3 separate regions of the Mus musculus genome follow, and regions 1 and 2 are each linked to region 3. The links are chromatin contacts, called in public Hi-C and promoter capture Hi-C maps. All regions are on one chromosome and are shown on one strand. Each heading gives the region's core, a stretch centred on a gene start, on an enhancer-like site or on the middle of the called end of the contact. The rest is flanking DNA. Distances are from core to core; before and after follow the strand shown. Region 1 holds the start of Zgrf1 (zinc finger, GRF-type containing 1). Region 2 holds the start of Rrh (retinal pigment epithelium derived rhodopsin homolog). Region 3 holds the start of Cenpe (centromere protein E).

Region 1 (2,822 bases), core at 1-2,500, 7.7 Mb after region 3:
AAACAGTGATTAAACTGCATTGTTCAAGAAATGGTAACAAGCCTGACTTGGTGGAACACAACTTTGATTCCAGTGCACAGGATGCACAGTCAGGTGGATCTGTGACTTCAAGGCAGCCTGGTTGCCTGTCTACCTATAGGGCTCCAGGACAGTCAGGACTAACTACATAGATAGACACTGTCTAAAAGGAAGAAATAAAAATGATAATTTAAAAATCTGTATGCTCAGTACTAACAACTTTTTTCTATTTCCCATCTATAACTGGCTGAATACAGATCCAGAAATTACAGGTACAGAGGGTTGACTATATACCCTAGTCAATATAGCACAACATCCTAGAGCCAAATATACAATATATAATTCCTCTGCAAGGAAAATTTTGTTCTTTCTTTTACCCAGTGCTAGGGGCTGACAAAAGGGACTATATGTAAACTAGGTAATAGTGCTTACATGCATCCAGTCCTTTATGTTTGTTTAAAATAGGATCTGACCATATTGCACAATCCCGTCCTAGCCTCTGGAAATAGCTGGGATATTACAAGCAATATGCCACCACACCCAGGAAGAAAAATCTCTTGGACAGTGCTGCAGCAGCCACTGTAACTACCATGTTAACTATAAGGTCAAATTTTGAAATCTTGAAATCGTCGATGGTGAACTGAATACAGATGCAAAAGCAGCACACATAAGCACACATATCTTCAAGTGGTTCCAGGGACATGACCTGACAATTAGTTAGCAATGAACATTTTAGGTCCTATTCTTTTAGGTCCTATTCTTGATCTATTACGTTAGGAAGTCCAGCTCTGGAGCCCAACAACAGTTTCTATCTGGCCCTCTGCAGTGATGAAAAACTGTCACAATAGCTCAGAACAGCACCGCTCAAACCAGGAAAGTTTCCAAACCACGAACGGCCTGCTAAACCACAAGGAACAGTACAGATCCCTAAAAGAAACATAGCTTCACTTGCCAAGCCTTGACACTTCAAGGTTTTGTATCACTAAATAATAATGGCCCCCTTGGTCCTATGTCAGCCCCTAAAACACCCACAACCGGGATGGGCCGCTATGGTGACCGCCTCACCCGGCACTCTAACGGCGCCTCGTGGGTCGCTTCCGTGGAGGCGAGTCAGTGTCCAGTGCTCTCCCAACCGCGCCAAGTCGCCCGGTCTGTCCACCCTTCTTGCCTAGAACACGGGAGAGAAAAGTCTCCACTTCACCGGCTCAATGACATAAACTCCACTTTCTAATTTCTCCCGCCAACTTAAGTGACGTCATCAAGCAGGGACGGTACCGCGGAGGCCCCGCCCGCCGCCGTTCGCAAACCACCAATGGAACTCCGCGTGCCAGCGCAGTCACCGCGTGGCTCCCGCCCCCGAGATGCTCCGCCTATGACGTCAGCAACGAACCCTGGGCCTCGGACCCGTCTTTCCGTAGCGGGCTGAGAGAAGCGCGTCGCTACTCGAATGACGCAAATTTCCGCCGACCGCAGGGGTCGGGAGAAGGAAAGCGTGGGAGAACACAAGCGCTGACCGTGGATCTGGGGACGAGCACGGAGTAAGTCACTACTGGCCTGCAGAGCCTCTCAGACCCGTAGAGGTGGGAACTCCTCTCAGTCGGGTCTCCTGAGGGCCACCCTCCATCCGCGGTCCGCCTCACCCCGCCCCCGTCGCCACTGTGCCGTTGGTTTGGCGCCGTGCGTTGTGCGCACGCGCAGTTCCCTGGCGGCCCCTGCTATTCGGAGCTCAGTACAGAGGGGGCGGGCCGAGCTTGGGGTTGGGGTGTTTGGGGCACGCCCGGCTGCGGGGGGGGGGGGGGGGGGGAGTCTGTGCGGAAGTAGGGTTGCTCAGAGGAACTGTGGGTGTTAGGCAGGTTGTCTTCCCAAAGGACATCAGTTGTGAGAACTTGCATTCTAAAGTTCAGTCTTTTCTTTTTGCTAGTCCCTCTATAGAAAAAGCCGTTGTAGAAGGGGCTAACAGTAATGAATTTAAGTTCTGAGTGCGTTTATGAGAAATTAAGGAGAAATATGAGTGGAGAGTTCATTGAGAATGGAAATCCTCAAGAAGTAAGACTGCCTTTTAGTAGTCTTTCGAAGCCGGGCGGTGGTGGGAAACCGAATGACTTCATAAAACATTCACACTAAAAGATTATTTGGAGCAAAGTTCCAGACCGCTAAAGGGTTTGCCGTGACTACAACTTTGGTTCTCAATCTTTTGGGTACTCTTCTTTTTGTTTAAAGCCTGGAAAATATTATTGTCGAGTTCCTTTGAAAATTTTACATGTACCTGTGGAAACATTTTGTATGTGATTTTACAAACAAAACCTTTGATTTAAAATTTAAAAAAAAAAAAATGGTCTTTTGCTTTACATCTAGCACAGCTTACTTCCAGATTATCTGTGACATTCACTGTCTTTGGGCAGTGTTGCAACTTTGTAACTTGTTGAAAACATAAAGATGAAAACCATGTTTGCCCAATCATTGCCCCTGACCAGTATATGTTAACATTCATTTTGACTTTATGCTGCATATTGATCTGGTCTTTTCTCCTTTAAACAGACTAGTTCCACTTAAATTTACCATATTCCTTTATATTTGTATAAGCATGATTTTACCTTTTGTTTAAAAGTTTGTCTTATAACATCTCATGGATTCCTAAGATGTCTTTAAACTCCCAGAAGTGTCAGGGAGGTCAGATGAAGAATTCCTGGGACAGCCCAGGCAGTGGTGACGCACACCTTTAATCCCAGCATTTGGGAGTTGGCAAAGGCAGGTGGATTTCTGAGTTCGAGACCAGCCCGATCTACAGAGTAAATTCCAGAACA
Region 2 (2,735 bases), core at 156-2,655, 5.4 Mb after region 3:
GACAGAGGTGAAAGATTGTAGAAGTCGGTGTACAGACCACCTGGACATTGCACACTGATATCCCAGACTGACTTCAGATTCTGTGTAGCCATGGCTGACCTCGGCTGTTAGGGTTATATAGTGTGGTTTCCCTTTTACGCTACGTAACTAGTTAAACATTGCTGTGTCTCACTCCCCTGTGTCTCTGGGGTTTGGTTGAAAGATTTCAGTTCTAATCAAATTCAAGTCAATCCCACTACCCGAACTTTGAGGTACTGAGATTTACACAGTAGGCTCAGATTCCTGGTGTAAGTTCTTTTTAAGGTATTCACATTTTAGAACACTGGAGTACTGGTCAGGTAGGCCACCCTGTTCCCTAGACTGAAAACTGCAACTAAGAAGGCCTCTAGAGAACCCGTGATGAGCAGATACGCCCTCTAGTGGTTCTATTAGACTATACAGAAATTGTGACTTGAGCCTTGCTTTGAAGCTCTACTGTCTAAACTTGGGAATTATGATGTTAAAAGGTAGCCTAGGTTCCTCTTTATCCTAACTGTGCATGTTCACACTAGGTTTTTATGTGTCCATACGGACTATCAGGATTATCGTGGCCTTGCTAAGTTGAGTGGTTGACTAATGTGAGCTCGTGAATGTCAAAATACAGAATTAACCAAGGTGGCATAGAGCGTGGTGTATCCATGCTGTAGAACATTTAACACTTGGCTATTACAGCCGAACTGGGTTTTATGGGATGGTATTTAGGGGGAACAGGCTTCATCATGTGTGCGTTACAGACAGACATACTGGTTACATATAACAGATGACCTCATTTTTGTTTAAAAAGAAAGAAGTGGCAAGAACCTCAAACTCTTAGCTCAGGCAATATTGGTGTCATTCATCCAGGGATTTAGAAGTATGGGAGTTGATAGTGTTATTGCTAAGGAAAATACATGTTTGCGTGCGCGCGCGCGCGCACACACACACACACACACACACACACACACACACGGACCTGAGATGAAAAAAAACCAGTGTGTAATGTGTTAACAGTTGGATCTCTAGTACAAAGGTGCAGTCCCTCACCTGAATAGCTACAGAAGATAACGGAACAGCTCATTTCAGGGACTGCTTTTGGAGTTGGGTTTGCCTGTGGTTTTTTTGCTAGACTAGGATGTGTTTACTTGGTAATCTGCTTATAAATACAAGCCTGGACCTAAAGTGCTTAAGATGTGAGGCGGTTGGAATTTCTTTGTTTTACTAAGGAGATTTTTCTCTCATTCTAAGAATTAAAATCTTTTCCTCTTCAGCCCAATTATGTATTAATGGACAGTCTTTGTGAAAAGGCCTTTCTTTGAGGTCTACAAGCGGAAATGATTTGTTCTGAAAGAGCATTCTTGACCGATCACCATTGCTGAGGGCTGCTTCAAAGGTGGTCTTGACTTTCCAAAATGCTGAGTGAGGCTTCGGATTTTAACAGCTCGGGCTCTAGGAGCGAAGGTTCTGTCTTTTCAAGGACTGAGCACAGCGTCATAGCGGCTTACCTGATTGTGGCAGGTACGGGTGTTTATTCAGTGACCTGCTTCTCGGGTGGGAGAAGAACTGAGGTGGTGGGCACAAGGGTGCAGGATGCAGGCTAGCTCAAACATGGGGTGGGCTGGGGTTGTAACAATCAGAAAATGGACATGGGAAAATATGCTGCTTCCTGACGGAAGGTTTTTGAGCAAAGAGGGACAAGAAAACTTTGTATCAAATGAAGCTTTAAAATAAAACTTGTCCGTATATTTGGTTTTTACCTTAAATTCATGAGCAGAGTGTGCATCGTGGTTAAAAGCATGCTTTCTATCATTTATGACTCTCATGCATAATTTGCAGTTTTCTTGGTAGGAAATAGCTCACGATTAAAACGTACTAGAGGAAACGCTGAAGTTTAAAGCAAAAGATAGAGGCTGCAGATCTGGTGTGTAAGTTCAGCTCCTCCCGCAGGCAGCCACGGGAGGCGGCAGCTTTGAAAGTGGGCCCAAGGGATTTCAGCTTTTTACTCTTGCACGGTCTCCTTTGCAAAATGAAGATAAGAATCAGGGATCCACTGAGCTCCTTATGAAGAGTATATATAATCAAGGCCCCTAAGGGACATGGGTACAAGGTATGCTCTTGTTGATAAAATTATCAGATTGAGATGAAGGCTTGTTTGTTGAAAAGGAGAGAAATGACAGAAACTGTACCAGTGGCCGGTGTGACTTTTATAACCAGCAATTACTTGATCTCAAACTTCACAGAAGTGGCGAGTTTTAGTAACTGTTATGTTGGGTTCATTGCTTTTCGGATTGACATTTATGAAAAATTCAAGTGTGTTTCCAAAAACAGTGAGAAATATATCTCCATGTGTCTTCATAACTACTTATTTTTACCTCATAGTTGACGTGGGCTATAGATAACAATTTCCTTTTAATTTTAGTGGTACCGTAACTAGTTCATTTGAATACTTCTGGGTGGTAAGAGGCAAAAAGTGAGCCCCCAATTCCAGAATTACACTACACAGAGGCACTGTATACAAGTTTTGGCTCCATTAAATATGTGACAGGGGAAATCTAACATTAATCTGGCATTTTGAAGCCTGGAACAGGAGAATTGCTAAGGATTCCAGAGTCACCTGGGCTCCATAGGGAGACTGTCACAAACAAACAAACAAACAAACACTAAAACAACAACAACAATAAACAAACAAAAAAACTGGTCATGAGATTAGTATGGGAAGG
Region 3 (2,961 bases), core at 255-2,754:
TGAAGATTTAAGTAATATAATTTTATGTTTAACTATATTCATAACTATCTTTGTCTGCATAGGCTCTACTTCCTCTCTGAAATCTTTAAAAAAAACAAAAAAACTTCTGGAATCTTCCGGAATACTTGACATGCCCTAAATCCCCTGAACTATGTCACTAATCTCTTTCTGTTCTTTACTTTGAGACATTGTCTCACCTTGTTGGCCTGGAACTCACTAGGTAGCCCAGGCTGGTCTACAACTAAGATACACCTCCCTCTGTCTTCTGAGTGCTGGGGTTAAAGGCCTGTGCCACCATGACAGACACCACTAATCTCTTCAGTGCCACCTTCCTCTAAATTCCTATTCGTACCAAACACCACATCAGTCAAGCAATCTGGAAGTTGAATCTCTGTGATCTATCCATCAATGAACCACCTATTCTGTAGTGTTAGCGTTTTCCTGACACCAGGTACCCCATGTCTCTGAAGGCCCAGTGGCTCTTTCAACATTCTGCACAGTTTTGTTTTGTTTTTCTTTTTTTTTTCTGTGTATCGTTAACGGCTTATGTCTATAGATATACTGTTTTAGTTTGCTTTGTGCTGCTGTGATAAAATATCATGACCAAAAGCAACTTGGAGTGGAAAAGGTTTATATCAAAAGCAACTTGGAACGGAGAAGGTTTATATCAGCCTACACTTCCAGCCCCAGGGAAAGTCAGGGCAGGGTCGCAAGCAGGAGTGGAGGCAGAATTCATGAAGCACATTGTTTATTGTCTTGCTCTCTCTGGGTTTTGCCTACGTAGCTGTCTTACACAGCCTTGAGTTCCATGAGTAAGAATGGAACCACCCAGACTGGCCTAAGCACTGCCCATATCAACCAGGAACTAAGATTCCACCACAAGGACATGCCCACTGGCCAACTTCATCCAGGTAGTCCTCCAATGGAGACTCCCTTAGATATAGCTGGCTGTCAAGTCAACAGCTAATGCTAACTAGGAGCCAGCTTTTTCCCAAATTAGGGAAGGAACTTAAATGCAAGAAATAATCAATTTTGAGAATCTCGCCTATCGACCACCCGTTTAATACCAATTTCTCAAGCTTTAGCATCTCTAGCTGAAGGCCAGAAGCCAGCAAACCCAGTAGACTTCATCAACCCCCTCTTGTCTTTTCTTTCTGGCATTCCCGACCTTTTCCCACTACTGAACATTCACTGTCTCCGTCCATCAGGCGAGGACGGCAGTGTCCCCTGAGCAGAACTACGCGCAGTCGGACCGTGTTTTCGGGGAAACGGAGTCCTGCACCCGGGTGTCGGTGTGACTCGGGGCAGCGCGGGCTGGGACGCAGGTCCCCACGCCGCCCCAGGCCGCCTACCTGCTGTTGAGGGGTCGCACACGAACACAGACAGCCACTGAAGCCTCCTCGGCCATCCTGTCCGCTGCAGACTAAGGGAAACGAAGGAGAGCAACGGCGCCGACCGAGCTCCCGGGCCGCCCCGCCTTTAAGTTTAAAATGTCCTCAAGGTTGCAGCGGATTGGGTGGCGCAGCGTCATGACGTCACGGGACAGTCCAAGTGCTGCGGCGAGTGGGGGTTGCGGGGGGAAAGGCGGGGCGAGTCCATGGATGGGGAAGGCGGGGGAGACTCAGAGATCCCGGAACTGAGAGCCTCAGAACTCAGCTGGAGAGAAGTTTTGTGTTAGAGTCACGCCTGCAGAACAAAAGAATTATAATCTTAAAAAACAAACAAACAAGAACTCCAGACTAGACCAAACCAAAAAAAGCTTTCGTTTTGTTTTAAAGCCTCCAATGGGAACTCACTGCCCAGCCAGGAAAGGAAGATTTTCTTTTCTTTTGGAACTGCTTTGAGGCGTTGTTGTTTCTTTTCTTTAACTTTCATTTCTCTGGACGGTGAGTGTAAGAGCCTCATGTAAGGGAGAGAATCATTGACACCTGGGAAAATGTTGTGGGGACATGACAGTGCTGCACACTAGAGCATGGATTACCCGAGAAATCCCCAGTACTAGGCATGGAACACTTCTTTTCATGTTGGTTAGAGTAATCCAAGAGGCTCCCAAAATAATAAAGCTACGCCTTAGGGACGAGGCTTCTAGCTCAGAAACAGCTGGAATTTTCTAATTCCCGACAAGTCTGAAGTATGTGGTGTCTCCAGGCAACAATGACTTAACCTTCAGCCTCAGGGAGGCAACCAAGGACAATTTGGGGATGTCAGTTCTCTCCTACCACTAGGTTCTAGGGATTCAACTTTAGCTTGGCAGCCAGTGACTTTACTCACTGAGCTATCTTCCCTGCCCTGTTTTAACTTTTTTTTTTTTTTTTAAAGTGGGCAAATATATATTTAGCTGTAGGGAACAAACTTATGAAGGGGAAGAAATGTTATGTCATTAAAGGCTCAGAGGCAAGGAAGGGATTTTTTAGAGCAAGAGTATTATTTTCACAGCTGTGATTTTGTCACACTGTCTTTGCTAACATTATATAGCAGGCAGTATTTATTAAAGATTGACTGTATTCCACTATATGATCTATGCTGTTCATCAAGAGATAATTATTAGAAGGAAAAAGAGAGGGACTGAGAGGGTAGCAGAAGAGGTGAATTTGACAAAAGGACGTAATATTCAGGTATGAAAATGTCATAACAAAATGAAACGTCTTGTACAATTAATATACACTAATGAGAAAGAGATGGTGCTTGATGGTTCAAGGCCAATGGGGGCAGTTTAATCAGTCTCACAATAACTGAAAAGGGGGCCGGAGCTGGGGAATCCTGCATCATTCTGTTCAATTCCTAACAGTACAGAAAAAGAGATATTCATTGTGAAACTGTTTTATGTTGTGCTTTTTTTTTTCAAACCCAGATACCAATTGTTTGATTTTACCAAAGAAGCCTAGGGAGCCAGATGCTGGGTATAAAAGCCTGCTAGCTCAGAGAGTCAGAGGAAGCACCCCGCTGACCCTCCTCCTCAGC

What was found. Promoter capture Hi-C pulls out the DNA fragments that hold promoters and counts their contacts. A called contact is a pair of places that touch in the nucleus more often than the background predicts.
Region 1: a Hi-C map of CD4 T cells shows a contact between it and region 3, with 6 times the contacts expected there. The contact joins the promoter of Zgrf1 here to the promoter of Cenpe in region 3. A contact is called at or near these places in 1 of 39 promoter capture datasets (pre-B cells) and 1 of 484 Hi-C or Micro-C datasets (CD4 T cells).
Region 2: a promoter capture Hi-C map of pre-B cells shows a contact between it and region 3, with 2.3 times the contacts expected there. The contact joins the promoter of Rrh here to the promoter of Cenpe in region 3. A contact is called at or near these places in 1 of 39 promoter capture datasets (pre-B cells) and 2 of 484 Hi-C or Micro-C datasets (CD4 T cells and uterus).

The regions. Positions count from the first base shown.
Region 1 is chr3:127,551,917-127,554,738 of GRCm38.p6, reverse strand. It overlaps Zgrf1 (zinc finger, GRF-type containing 1), which reads right to left and starts at 1,250. Exons shown (of 26, transcript NM_197997.2): 1 at 1,084-1,250. Larp7 (La ribonucleoprotein domain family, member 7) reads left to right here and starts at 1,390. Exons shown (of 13, transcript NM_138593.2): 1 at 1,390-1,556.
Region 2 is chr3:129,821,175-129,823,909 of GRCm38.p6, reverse strand. Rrh (retinal pigment epithelium derived rhodopsin homolog) reads left to right here and starts at 1,405. Exons shown (of 7, transcript NM_009102.3): 1 at 1,405-1,533. The coding sequence starts at 1,428.
Region 3 is chr3:135,211,106-135,214,066 of GRCm38.p6, reverse strand. It overlaps Cenpe (centromere protein E), which reads right to left and starts at 1,504. Exons shown (of 46, transcript NM_173762.4): 1 at 1,353-1,504. The coding sequence starts at 1,408.